2 separate regions of the Anser cygnoides genome follow, and region 1 is linked to region 2. The links are chromatin contacts, called in public Hi-C maps. All regions are on one chromosome and are shown on one strand. The core of a region is the stretch at or near the end of the contact, and the rest is flanking DNA. Distances in the headings are between cores, read along the strand shown. Region 1 holds the start of ALG1 (ALG1 chitobiosyldiphosphodolichol beta-mannosyltransferase). Region 2 holds the start of NHLRC4 (NHL repeat containing 4).

Evidence for each region. Hi-C and Micro-C count contacts between places; a contact is called where the count stands out from the background.
Region 1: a Hi-C map of liver shows a contact between it and region 2, with 2.1 times the contacts expected there. The contact joins the promoter of ALG1 here to the promoter of NHLRC4 in region 2. A contact is called at or near these places in 4 of 7 Hi-C or Micro-C datasets (granulosa cells and liver).

What each region holds. Positions count from the first base shown.
Region 1 is chr15:13,395,990-13,402,838 of Taihu_goose_T2T_genome, forward strand. ALG1 (ALG1 chitobiosyldiphosphodolichol beta-mannosyltransferase) reads right to left here and starts at 1,468. Exons shown (of 13, transcript XM_048066453.2): 1 at 1,234-1,468; 2 at 1,069-1,146; 3 at 522-625; 4 at 1-47. The coding sequence starts at 1,453. C15H16orf89 (chromosome 15 C16orf89 homolog) reads left to right here and starts at 1,043. Exons shown (of 9, transcript XM_048066466.2): 1 at 1,043-1,165; 2 at 3,124-3,618; 3 at 5,380-5,529; 4 at 5,975-6,125; 5 at 6,302-6,419. The coding sequence starts at 3,447.
Region 2 is chr15:13,261,058-13,267,940 of Taihu_goose_T2T_genome, forward strand. It overlaps NHLRC4 (NHL repeat containing 4), which reads right to left and starts at 4,070. Exons shown (of 1, transcript XM_066977556.1): 1 at 2,845-4,070. The coding sequence starts at 3,947. The coding sequence ends at 3,291. PIGQ (phosphatidylinositol glycan anchor biosynthesis class Q) reads right to left here and starts at 2,105. Exons shown (of 11, transcript XM_048064751.2): 1 at 1,977-2,105.

The DNA of each region.
Region 1 (6,849 bases), core at 218-2,717, 130 kb after region 2:
AGACACGCTACCCAGGCAACAGCTATACTAGGTAAACCTGGAGGATTCTGTTAAATAAGTAAAAACAGGGTAAGACTATGGTCAAGTGATAAACACTTAGCAATAACGAGAAAAAGAAAATCAAATGACTGAAATAACATTGTTTAAAAGGATCTTAATGAACGGGGACGATTTTGTATTCGCCAACTACAGAACTGCCAGTTTCTCCTATGAAGGTTGGCAGGCACTTCAAATTTTACTGTCGGATCTGGGTCAAAATTCCCATCCAAAGCACATACAAGTATTTCTGTTAAGATTTATTCTTTACATGCCACTGAAATTCAAAAGCTCAAAAATTAACAGGAAGAACAAACGTGAGTTAACAGAGAAAGAAGTCTAGAATGAAATAAGCAGTTTTTATATAGGTTTATATCATGGATTAAGCCAATTTTAGCTCTCAAATAATTAGAGCAATGTCTGAGACTGGTAAAAACATTCTGTAATGTAATACTATTAAAATTAATTACACACAGAAAGCATACCTGAAGAAGAATATAGGATGGTCGATCCATTTTCAGCATTGTGTACAGCAGCTGTATTGCCTGAGCAATGACTTTTACAACATACTGGAAAATCTTTGGGCCAACTGCAAAAGGACAGAGAACGTGTGAGAACACTCCAGCTCTGCACACGTAAATGTGCGTGCCACACAGAGCCAGCCATCGGGAAGTTTTAAAGTAGTGGCATTTCGTAAAAACAGAAACCTGATGTCACAGAAACACCACAACACCCCCAAGTCCCCATTTTACTTTTTATCTAGAAGAAAAATCGCAGTACACGCGGATGAACAAACACACAAAACCGTGAGCAAGACATAAAACCCACGACCCCCAGCTCGACCCAAGCCAGCACCACACAGCCTTACCCCGGCCCCCAGGGGCTCGAGGCCCGCAGGGAGGCCCCTCAGGGCCGGTTTTTGCCCCCCTTCCCCTCCTCCCCGCGCCCTGACCACCAGCACCCCGAGCAGCCCCGCTCCGCTCCCTTTACCCCGCGCCCCCCGCGCCCCCCGCGCCCCCGGCCCGCACCCACCTCGCAGCCACCGCAGGTCCGAGAGCGGCACGACGCGGATCTCGCCGCTGCCCAGCACGTCGCCGTGCGGCCGGGTCTCTGCGGCAAAGGACGGACGGTGAGAGCCGCGACCCCGCCGGCAGCGCCCCCCGACCCCGGCCCCGGCCGCCCCCCGCCCTGACTCACGGAGGTAGCCCAGCAGCGAGACGCCGCGGCCGTGCCGGGCCAGCGAGAGCGCGTGGTACTGCATCCGCGGGCTGCGGCCCAGGTCGCCCAGCACCGCCACGCACACCCGGCCCTCGCCGCCGCCCGCCCGCCGCTGCCGCCGCCGCCACCACAGCGCCGCGGCCGCCGCCAGCACCAGCGCGGCCCCGATAGCGCCCAGCGCCCCGCCGCCCGCCGCCATCTTGAGGCCCCGCCGGCGGGCAGCGCGCCCCCGGGCGGTGCGGAGGGCGCGGGCTGAGGGAGCCGTGGGGCGGGCGGTTTGCGCCCGGGTTCACCTCGTGGCTGGCTTCGTGTCGCGCAGAGGGGTGCGGAGCCTCACGGCACGAGGCAAAGGCCAGTGGGATGAGGTTCAACACGGCTAAGCGCTGGGTCCTGCACTTTGGTCACAACAACGCCATGAAAGCTGTGCAGAGGAGAAGGATCTGGGGGTGTTGGTCGACACTCACCTGAACATGAGCCGGCAGTGTGCCCAGGTGGCCAAGAAGGCCAGTGTTATCCTGGCTTGTGTCAGGAGTAGTGCAGCCAGCAGGGCCAGGGACGTGATCGTCCCCCTGTACTCTGCTCTGGGGAGGCCGCACCTCGAGCGCTGTGTTCAGTTCTGGGCCCCTCAGAACACGAAGGACATCGAGGCCCTGGAGTGTGTCCAGAGAAGGGCTACGAAGCTGGTGAAGGGCCTGGAGCACAAGTCCTGTGAGGAGCAGCTGAGAGAACTGGGGGTGTTTGGTCTGGAGAAGAGGAAACTCAGGGGAGACCTCATTGCTCTCTGCAACTACCTGAAAGGAAGGTGTGGGGAGCTGGGGTTGGCCTCTTCTCACAGATAACTAACTGGTGACAGGACTAGAGGGAATGGCCTCAAGTTGTGCCAGGGGAGGTTCAGGTTGGAAATGAGGAGACATTTCTGCTCAGAAAGAGCAGTCAGGCATTGGGACGGGTTGCCCAGGGAGGTGGGGGAGTCACCTGGGGGTGTTCAAGGAAAGGTTGGACGTGGTGCTTAGGGACATGGTTTAGTCGGTGACAGTGGTGGTAGGGGGATGGTTGGACCAGATGATCTTGGAAGTCTTTTCCAACCTTTATGATTCTGTGATACGTCCAAGCGTGCCCACTCAGTGTCCACAAGTGTCCTCATTTAATGAGAACAGCAGCAGCTCCTCGGTTTTCGGTCCCAGCGCTCTGTGTGTTCTGTCACACTTCTCCTTCATCTGGAGCAGTTTCGTCAGGTGTGGGGAACCGGCAGCACTGCAGCTCTGCTGAGGGCAGCCTGGGTCCCGGCTACCTGCAGGCCACACCACCCACAGCTTTCTGATGGCCCCTTTACACCATCCCTCCAAAATAAATTCCTTTCCAAAAAAATAATTTAAAATCAGATTTTGCTTAGAAACCTGCTGAACTTGGATAATTTGCTTCATTTAACATATGTAATATCTTGTGAAGCAGCACAAAGTTAGCACAGCGTTTCCTTCAGCTGTGTCTATCAAAACACATTAACCCTAGATATGTGATAAATGCACTTAATGTATTTACTGGTCAGGGCTCATAGCAGGCGGTAACATACAGTAAGGCCCTTTGTCTCTGCAGCCCTTCATTTCCAGACACGCAGACTCCCCTTTCCACCCTTATCCCAGGTGCAGTGGCAAAGAAACGGCCTTAGTGGGCTGGTCGCTCCCTCACAGGGAGCTGAGGTGATGGCAGGCAGCCTGTATCTCACCGTGCCCTTCAGCAGTCTGATCGCCACAGTGGGTTCAGCGCACATGCACACAGCCTCCGCTGTAAAAGTGCTCTAAATAAATGATTTCTCAGCACTTTCTTCAAGAACGCTGTGCACACTTCAAAAGTTCTATTTTTTAATTGCAGATGGACGGTCTTTTACCTCCCTTTACCTCTACAGATGAGCAAGAGCTCCCTCTTCTGATGGCAGCTACAACAATTTTACCGAAGCCAAGGATGAAAGAACTGGATTTGATCTGCGGAGTTGTACTGCCAAGTGCATTGGCTGACATTTAAAGGCACAAGACATTTGCTAGCATTGAAGACGACAATCAAGCTTTCTGTGAGAACACAGCGGCATACCTGTGGTTAAACTGTTAAGGGAAAGTATTCCATCACACACAGCAGGACCTGCTGTGAGCAAGGGATATTGATTTAGAAGTTACACAACCTCTTTGAGCAGAGTAGATATGCTGTATACTTTCTTCTTGCTGATTTTTCTCTCCAAGGCCAGCTTCTTGAAAACTGAGCCTAATGTGAGGAGCTCTGTCATTTCTGCCCTTGAGAAAGTGACTGTCTTCATGGAGAGTCGGTATCAGGACATCAATTTAGATGCAGTGCTGGGATTTCATGTTTTGCAAGGTATTGTGACAGTCTGGCTTTTTTTTTTTTTTTTTAGGAACTAAGCTGATACCAGCTTTCTTGACTTCAGTCTTTACATTAGGCAGATTTGACTGCTAGTAGCATGATATATATATATATTAATTTTTAAATTCATTTTTTACCCTGTTTTAAAGATTCAGCTCCTTAAATGCAATGACAGTAGTAGTGATCCAGCTGTTATTTGCATCAGAAGTATGCCTTAGAAGGAAACCTTGATTCTTCTTGTTTTTAAGAGGACTCTCCTGGGTTATCTCTGGTTTGGGAGGAATGCAATAAGCTGTAAGAAGAATATTTAAAACTATTTGTTAATACTTGATATTATATTCCCCTGTGGGATCCAAACCAATCTGGATAAGAGTTGCCTCTACACACAAATTTTAGGGCTAATAAAAGGTGCAGTCAACTTGTGCATGCTCCATACTACTTCCAGCAGCAATGCTGCCTTCTTCCAAAGGGGCCGTTCCCTAGTTTGGGATCAGAACTTGGTGTTCTCAGCATCCACCTTCTTTGACACCTGCCTTACCCAAAGTGTGGGTGCAGCAGAGAAGGCAAAAGGGCAAAGCAGTCCCTAAGCCACATCCACATTTTCCAGTGCACTGGAGGAACTTGGAGGTAGGTGGTAACCTGGCTACGTGGCTACTTTATCTCTGCGTAAATTCCAGTCACCTCCAGAAGGGGTCAAGATCTGATCTTTGGATTAGATATTCTTCTTCATAAAGCAGACAGAAAAGGTAGTTACATGATATCACAAACGTAAGTTTGGAGTGCAAACAGATCCATAGCCAGACAGCCACAGAAATTAAAGGGCTAAGAGAATGCACCACCAAATCGCTGTAAACAGTCTGCCAAACTCACAGAAGCACAGAGGACAGTAAGCACATGTAACAAGAACAATAATTATCTGCCACCTTATATCTCATTAAACAGTCTTTGCCTGTAGAAGTGTGAGCAAACCCTTGGGCAATATAGAGGGCTTCTTTGACATTTGAGAAGTCTGTCTTTTAATTTATTTATTTATTTTTTATTTTCTCCATATGGATGTTATCCATTTCACAGAGCAGTTGAGATTGGAATGGACCTCTGGAGGTCACCTTCCCAAATCCCTGCTCAAGCAGGGCCACCTACAGCAGGCTGCCCAGGACCGTGTCCAGGGCTTTTTGAGTATGTCACCGGGAACCTGGTTCTGTCCTCTGTGTACCCTCCCTTCAGATAACTGTACGCATGGAAGAGCCACCCCCTCCCCAGCCTTCTCGTCTCTGGGCTCAGCAGTCCCCTCTGTGTCAGAACAGTTTGAACATTGCTGGAGCATCACTGGATTAGCAGCCACTCTTCAAAGGAAGGAAAAAAAAAAAGAGGGCTACAGGAAAGCCTGACTACCTCTGCAACATCTTAACATACTCTCTTATAGAGTACACACTAAACATATTTCATAGCTTTCTTTTCGTCCTTGTTTCTTCATATATAAAATAATAGTTTGGCTTCTAATTGCAGTAGCATAATGCTCTGCAGTAAGATACCTACTAACCACGTCAGAAGAGACACTACTTAGGTATAATATAGTCTAGTACATTGGATTACTTACTAGGTTCCAGGGTAAACCTTGTTTTAAAAAATGGTGGCTGTGAGGAGAATGGCTGTCACCAGGGGAAGCAGCAAAACTACTTTAAAAAGGAAGGGGAAAAAAAGAAGAATGGGCTGAGAATTTATGGTAGTATACAAAATGAATTTTTGTTTCTGCAGGCTATTTGAAAGGAGCCCTAGAAAAGTGGCCTTCAGAACATGAATTACTTGCTCAGCGTACCCGAGTTGAAAGTGTTGTGAAGAAGTTGTCTTCTCTGATTGAAAAAGCAACATATTCTCTAGCGCAGAATGATCCCAAATATTTCAAAGGTAAAAATAAGAAGTATGGATGGCATTAAAGAAAAATAGTTCTCATTCAAGCTCAAGGTATTCATATTGCAGTGTTTTGCCTTTATGCAGTGACCTATGAAACGACAAAGATGCCAGAGTTAATGAAAAGAAAGAGTTTACTTAGAGTTTGGTATCCCTCCTGAGAGTACTTCGAAAGGAATGGCTAGTGAGCCCAAATGGAAACACAAATACTAATTCTTGGAAGTAACGATTCTGCTGCTGATTTTTTGGGTGGTTTGGAGAAAAGCACTAAAGGCAGGTCTGCACAGTAGGGGTGTTCAGCTCTGAAAGCCACAGAGAGGCAATGTGCAGATGCATGCAAGGGTACCTTTGGGTGTAGACAAACTTAAGAAATCAGGCAGGGCCTGAGATCTCCCTTGACTATACCACTAATTACAGGCTTTCTTCTTTGATTTGCTTTCAGAATTTGCGCCAATTTTAGGACCACATTTCTGGGTCTTTCCTCATTCATGGAACCAAACTGATACCTTGCTGGCCTATACTTCATTTGGTAGTTCCAAGTGTTTTACAGAGAAAACAAGTGACATGTGCTATACATATTTGCTAGGAACATGGTATGTTTCTGTGATATCGGTGGATCCTTTCTTACTGCCACTGTTTTATAAGACTTTTCTATTGTCTGCTGGCAAGCAGGAGAGGAAAGTTACTGCGCCCTGCAATTGTACAGAGCAGGAATAGGCCTTCCTTTATCAGACTCCTCAACTCCATCTGTGTTGCTATCCTTAAACAGGAAAGAGAATGGCAAGTCCTGCGTTGTCACAAGTGCCTGTAGGAACATAATGACTCAACTTGGTTGCTCGGGTTACTCCTTGTCCCATCAGCTTTTCTACTTCATGTTTGCTGATATGGTAAGTGAAAAGTTTTATCATACAAGATTTATTAACCATGACAGTCAATATTATACATGGAAAAGAAAGCAGTATAACACAGTAGATTGTGTGGTGGGATGTTAGAGATAACAAGGAGGAACAGTAAAGCTTTGCTAGAGGCGCTTTCTCAATACCTGTATTAGGTAAGTATGTGAGTGCAAATCTGGTGGTTTGGATTTCAAAGGAAAACAAAGTTCAAAGACTATTTACTTGCCCTCATCTAGAAGTAAAGAGGAAAGACAGAAGTGGCAGTACGTCAAAAAAGGACAATATTTTCTTTATAGTAATATAATCAAATTCACCTGAAGGGTACAGGAGCTTGTGAGAGGTAAAGAAATTCTTGGTGGAGGTAAAGCTGTAATCTTGTGAGAACTGGGTGAATGAAGGCGGTGCAGGGAAATTTGGTCAG
Region 2 (6,883 bases), core at 2,820-5,319:
AAGTGAAGTGGAAAGATGTACCAAAAGAAGGGTAGAAAAATGCCAGATGTGACATCCTGAGACTGTAAAGGTGCAGGACACCGGGTGTGATAAAGACAAAAGACTTGCAGTCCAACTGAAAAACGCAGTCTTTCAGTCTTTCACCAATATTTAACGACTCTTAGACCCCAAACGGACTGAAAACCAAGACATCCAAGCTTACCTTTCACTTCTATTGAAACAGCTAAGGTCAGGGTGGCTTTTTTTTTTTTTTGGATGATCATGAAGACAACCAAGGATAGTTATTGTATTTAATAGAGTTGTTCCCAAAATACATAGGAAATTGGTGAAAATCAGCTAACACACACAATTAAACAGACTGGCCCTAAAAAAGTCTGAAGTAAAACCTGTTCCCTGCATTTTATATTTCTTTCTTTTACAAATACTCTGAAGTTAGATTTAGGTTTGAAAAAACATTTTCTTTTTGCTGTCTCATATATACTCCCAGGTAAAATAAAATAAATGATATAAATATAAATACAGGGGCTCAAAAACAACAAACAAACCAATAAATCAACAGACCGAACATGCTGGGAATGTACCTACATACATATGCTCACAGATTATTTAAAATGATACAAGTTTAGCTAGTGATAGCATCCTTGCTGCACTGCAGTACCAAAAAAATTACAACTAAAGTTTACCAATAACTGAATATTTTAAAAGCCTGAAACTGAGTTGGATAAAGAGCCCTGAGAAAACTGATGAAAATAAGCACTTGAATGTGGTTTTTTTCAGCATGTTTTAATTACCAAAGCTACCACCAGTAATACTGGACAGATATCTTTTTAAAAGTTACGTTTTTAATTCTTCTTTTTCCTCAAGAGATGTCAGAGTTGAGAGTATCGCTACAAGACTTCCAATGTCGCTGCGCAACTCTCCGCCTCACAGGTCTGTCCATCCAGTGAGGAGAATCATCAGCGGACTCTTTTCATTCAAACATTTATTTTTCACTGGGTTTTGCTGTTTTTTGTTTGTTTGTTTTGTAAAAAGAGACGGCCACATTCATCCAGGAAGAATTCTCACGGAGGAGAAACGCTTCTTATCTTCCCTATTTTGTTCTCCCTCTCACCTTGCCCAGCTTTTAACCCCAGCCTGCCTTCAGCCAGCTAACTACCTCGGCCGCAGCTCCGGTTAAGCGGCACAGCCCAGCCCGGCCCGGGGCTGCTGCAGACCCGGCAGGGAAGCTCCTGCCCAGGCTTTGTTTGAGATCTGTGCTTCCCCGGGGGCTGTTTGAGGTCTATGCACGCAGACCCGTGCTCATGAGGTACCCAGAGCCTCGCATTTCTGCTGGACCCCCCCCCCAGCTGGCTGTACAGCACCAACCCCCCTAAAACACAGGGTGAGGCAGGGACAGAGGCCCCTGTGCAGCAAACGCGACCGACAGAGGGAGGAAGGCCGGCAGGGCTGCAGGTACGACACAGCGCAAAGGAGCCTTTGGTAGATCCCTGCCTGGGCCAGGAGAGGAGAAAGAGCCACGGCACTGCCGCGGGGGAGCAGAGGGAGGGCTGCCCGCCCGCCCAGCCCTCCTCCTCCTCGTCCCACACGCAACCTCCGCTCCAGCAGCCCCACGCGGCTACCGAGCGCCCTCAGCCCCGCGCCCGCCCCTCAGCCCGGGGCGCCCGGGCGACGGGAGCGGGCCGCTGGGGGCCGCCAGGGCCAGCTCAGCTCAGCCCGGCCCGGCCCGGCCCGGCCCGGCCGCCCCGCGCCCCCCCGGCCCGCCGCCGCCTACCGCTCCGCCGCGCCGCCCGCTTCCGGCAGCTCGGAGCCGCCGCCTGCGCGCCGCGGCCGGCCCGGGCAGCGCCGGGGCCCGTGGTGCCGCGTTCCGCTCTCCGGGGCCCCGGCGTTGTTCCCCCGGCTTCTCCCAGCGCCGCTCCCCGCCTGGGTTTTAGGGCCCGGCCGCCCGGAGCCGCCGCAGCCCCGGTGCCCCTGCTCACCCTGCGGCGCTGCCCCCGAGGCTCTCCGCGGAGCTGGGCGCGCTGCTGCCGGCTGAGCCCGCCGATAAGCGGCCCCAGCCCTCGGTCCCCGATATCGCTTGGGGCCACGGTGCCGCGGCCCCAGGGAGGGCAGGGCCTCGCCGTCGCTGCTGGCACCCGGCTTCCCCCTCCCTGCACCCTGACCCTGGCGAATGCCCTGGCCGAAAGCCAGCGGTGCTGAGCTTCCCTGCAGTCACGCTCCTGCTGTCCGAGCGGGCTGCGGGGTCAGGAGGGGGAAGAGGCCTTCACTGGGGCGTACTGGGGATGAGGGACGAGGGTTTGGGTGCCCTGTGTCGGTGTATGGGGCTCGCTGCAGGGCAGGAACCGCAGCACAGTGCAGAACCGTGCAGCGGCAGCATGGCCAGACCGGGTGGCTTCAGCGCATCCACAGAGGCCTCGGAGCTGTCGGTTCGCCCTGCCCCGCCGACGTCTGGAGCAGGAGAGGAAAACGCCCTTCCCTCCGCCACCGCGCCCCGCCAGCTCTTTGCTGATAGCAGCAGGGGCTGTGGCACCCCAAAACCCCCAGCCCAGGGGGGTCAGCACAGTCCCAGGGCTGTGTAGACATTACACATGCACACAGGCAGTCTGCTCCATGCAGTAGTCGCTGCTTCCCTGTAGAGGTCAGGAATGCAGCGTGGAATTTGTTACCTTTAAATTTGCCATTCTCCTGAAGCTTGCTGCAACCCCAGCTCTGGCCTGGCCTTACCCCTTCAGCCGAGCCCTGCCACTGGCTTCAGGAAGGTGGAACTGTGGCCACATAAAATGGGTGTGTGTGGAAGAGGAATAATTATTTTATCTTTGAAAAGACACGCAAGGGGGTGGTGATAAGTTTCCAAGACACCAACGCACAACCATTTTTAATAGAATCATATCGCGAGTTGGAAGGGACTCATAAAGATCATCGAGTCCAACTCCTGGGTCCACAAAGGACTACCTAAAAATTAAAACATATGTCTGAGAGCATTGTCCAAACACTTCTTGAACTCCAGCAGGCTCAGTGCCATAGCCCGGGGGAGCCTGTCCCAGTGCATGACCACCCTCTCGGTTTTGAGTAACTCAGTCCTTCTTTAGGTGCTCTGGTGGATCCAAGAGGCACAGAGATGATGCTTCATTGCTCCAGTCCTTGCTTCTGCCACCTGGAGAAGCTGGAGGGCAACAAAGTTAAGTGTGGGGACGATGCCTGGCTGCGGGAGCAGCATCATTTGCGGACCCAAAGCTCCTCAGGGTTGCGGTGGCACCAGCCTCACTCCCTGCCTGGGCGTTAGGCTGGGGTTGTCACAAAGTGCCCAAGGGCTGGCGGGGCCTCGCATGGTACTTAAAGACTTTGACACAGTTCTCCCCTGTGTCTGCCACAAAGAGGTGCCCAAAGGAGGAGCAGGCCACGCCGGCAGGTCTCCTCAGCCCCGTGGACACCAAGCAGACAGGAGCCCCGCTCTCCGGGAACAAGTGGACCGTGCGGCGCTGCTCGTCTGCCACCACAATGCTGCCTTCCACGTCAACACACACCCCTGCTGGGTTGCCGAACTGGTGTCCGTATTTGCTGCTGAGGGAGCAGACGAGCTGACGGCTGCTCGTGAACACCTTGACGTCTCCACACTCCTCACTTATCACAAAGCCTCCGTTGGGTGCTGGACTGACGTAGCGAGGTCCCTGCAGGTTGGGGACCGAGTGGATGTTCGATGTCTTGAAGGCACGGTCCAGCGCAAAGCTGTGGACTTGGCCTTGGGCATAGTCTGCTACTAAGATCTTGCCCGTGGAGTCTACTCCAATGCCCCTGGGGGAACCAACCTTTCTGATTTTTACCCATTCCCCCTTGGAGGGGCTGGTGTGAGGGTTGAAGACCCAGACAGCTCCGTTTATCATATCGGCTACAGCCACCATTCCTGTCCGAGTCACAGTCACGTCCTCTGGCAGGAAAGTGCCGCTTTCCATCCCTGTTTGCCGGCAGGGCAGGGCCTGCAGCGTTTGGCCTGTGCTGCTGAGGACATGGACCCAGGGAGCAGCCTCGGCTGTCACGTAGATGGAGCCCGCCAGGGAGCAATGGATTCCACTTACTCCCCCATAGCGGCTGCCTGTGGGGTTGGGGATCTGCCGGACCAGGTCGTCCTGGCAGTAGTGGAGGAGGTTCTTGATGTCGTCCAGGTCTCTACACAAGCTTTTGGTCTTGTCTGCCAGCTGGTGGACGTGGTGGTGTGTCACCATGCCCATGCCCTGCTGGCTGCTCAGCAGAGGGCTGGCTGTCTGAAACGTGGCGATTGACTTCAGCTGGAGGGTGTAGATGGCTTTCAGAAGCTTCTCCTTCTGCTGGCTGGTCTCCAGAGTGTAGTCCATGACAAGTCTCTTGTCCCTGTTTGGAGTAAGTGATAGGACCATTACTGGCCCTGCCTGCTGCCGTCTCTGGGGACATGCCCTGGGCCCAGGTGTTTGCTGGCCGCCCTGGGCCAAGGTGTCAGTGCTGGGCTGCATTCACCCCGATGAACAGAGACAAGATCGTAGCCCGTCCCATTAATTATGTGCTCAGAATATAAACAGGAACAATGGCACAAAAATTGAAGAGCTGGAAAGCTGGATCTGCAACCAAAAAGGTCCATGGGCTTTGGTGGGAGTTTGGCTGCTGACAGATCTGCCCTGAGGATTTATGCATGAGGGAGAGCCCTGCATGCGAGTGTGCTGGATGTGATCTGCACCTCTCTGGTTCATGAGATTAGTGGCTTCTCTCAGCCCTTAACACTTCTTGACCCTGTTTTCTGTGAGCCACATCTTCCCAAAGCATTTTCAGTCCACTCTAGCACTTGAGAAACTGAGGATAACTCTTCCTCCACTCCCATGTGGTACAATTTCACACTTGGCCAGTGCATGTCTTTGCTAAAGGCAGCCCCTCCCTGTCTAAACAAATTAAGTTGTTCCTGAAACAGCTAATGTCTTGGCAGGAAGAAAAAGGGAGGTATTGATCTGGTAGCCAGTTTCAGCCTACGCAACCAATTCAGAGACCGGTTAAGCTTTCTGTCAGATGTGAGAGCCACCACGAGAACCACAATTTCTTTTTTGCCCACTCTCCCTCTGTTTTAAGAACACAAGTACTAAGGAATGAGACATCCAAAAAAACAGAGACCACAGCCCTGCTCTGCTATCTGCTGTCCAGGGGCTGGATATGGTATGGCTTCTAACATACAGCCAGGAGCTGGTAAGAAAAACATGCCCTTATTAAAGTTCCTGAAGAGACAGAAGTTAATTTTGCTTTAAATGTGGTCATAATTATTATTATAAATGGACATGCTCAGCTGTTCTGAGTTGTTTGCAAGCCACTGCTTCACTTTGATTATCCTGTGCCCCATGATTGTCTGGTAGCGTGGGGTCTTTGGTCCCTGCAAAAGTAAAGCTTTCCCAAACCACAGCTAAAGAGTTGTGCTGGGCTAAGGCATCCTGGATGCAAGTTGTCCTTCCCAGGTGCAAATATTGCAATTGTCTGAAAATTCATTCCTCGAATACTTGCAGGGATACCAAATGCAACTACGCAACAGAGGGAATGAGTGTGAATATGGAGGGAATCCAATTTCTTCTGGATCTGGGGCTTGGGGACAGCTTTCCCACCTTGTTCCCTGAAGTGCAGGTGCAGTGGCTGTGCTTCAGGCCCCCGGCAGCAGGGACCTGTTGGTGGAAGCAAGCCCTCCACCAGCCCTCCACCTCTGCTGCAGCCGGGACATGTTGGGGTCTTCCTTCAGCACCGAGCAAAGTTCAAAATCCAAGAAATTGGATTTTACGCTTGGGGAAACTGAGTCACCAGCTGGGCAGTCACGAGGTGGACTTGCCGCAGCACACCCAATGCCAGAAGTGTCCACCTTGCTTCCCTGACGCTGGGCACCCAAAGGTGCCATCGGACCCCAGTGGCGTGTCCTGAGCTGCTCGTTCATGGTCCTAAGCCTGAAGGAGGGCCCTGACCCTGTCCCTGGCACAGCTCAATGACTGCACGCATGGCCAGGAGCCCAGCTCATACCTCTTGTCCGGACGTCCCAGGGCTGCCCGTCTTTGCCCGGTGGCACTGCCCTCCTGCTGGCTCTGTCCTGCTCCCTCGCCAGGCTTGGGGCAGCGGGGCCGAGGGTGTTGCGCTGCCTTGTGTTGTTAGTGACGGACGATTGCCCTTGAGTCTGGATAAACACGCCAGCTCCTCGTACTGACAACCAGAAGCAGCAAGACAGGGGCTGATTCACGCAGCTTTTATTCCCTGCTGGTCTCATGCCCGGAGAGAAGGTGCCTTTCCTCCAGGATCCAGGGAGGAGTGACCCCAAGCGCTGTGGCAATTTGGGGCTTTTATGCAGAGGTCGCTGTAATGGGAGCGATACGCTGCACCTGAGTGAGACAGCTTTAGGAGGTGGGACAGGGACAGTTCCACGCCCTGGATCAGGACTCCTGGCTTGTCTCACTGCTTCTCCGTGCCTCCCTGTGTGCTCCCAGCCTGTGCCATGTGTGGTTGGGTGCCTCAGTGTCACTGCTCACAGAAGCAGACGGGGGATTTTTGCAATGCCAGGGTTTGAGGTCCAGTGGAGAATCTCTCAGGAAGGAGCCCAGCTCTTGATCTCCACGTGGCTCAACCCTGGCTCCCCTCTGCTGGGGAAGGTCACATTCAGGGTTGAAGGTGGCATTTATGGGTTCAGCTCAAGCAAAGGGAGTGGGGAGTAAAAGCAGAATCAGCTGGGTCCCACCTGCAAGGTGCTGGTCAGAGCCTGCCCTCCCTCACCAGCAGCGCTGCTTTTGCACAATGCTCGGTGCACTCTGGCCAGGGATGAGCTCAAAGCATCTGCCTTAAATGTGGCCCTGGGCTTGAAGAAGTTTGTGTCTGTCTGTTACTCAGACGGGCCAAAGATAATGAA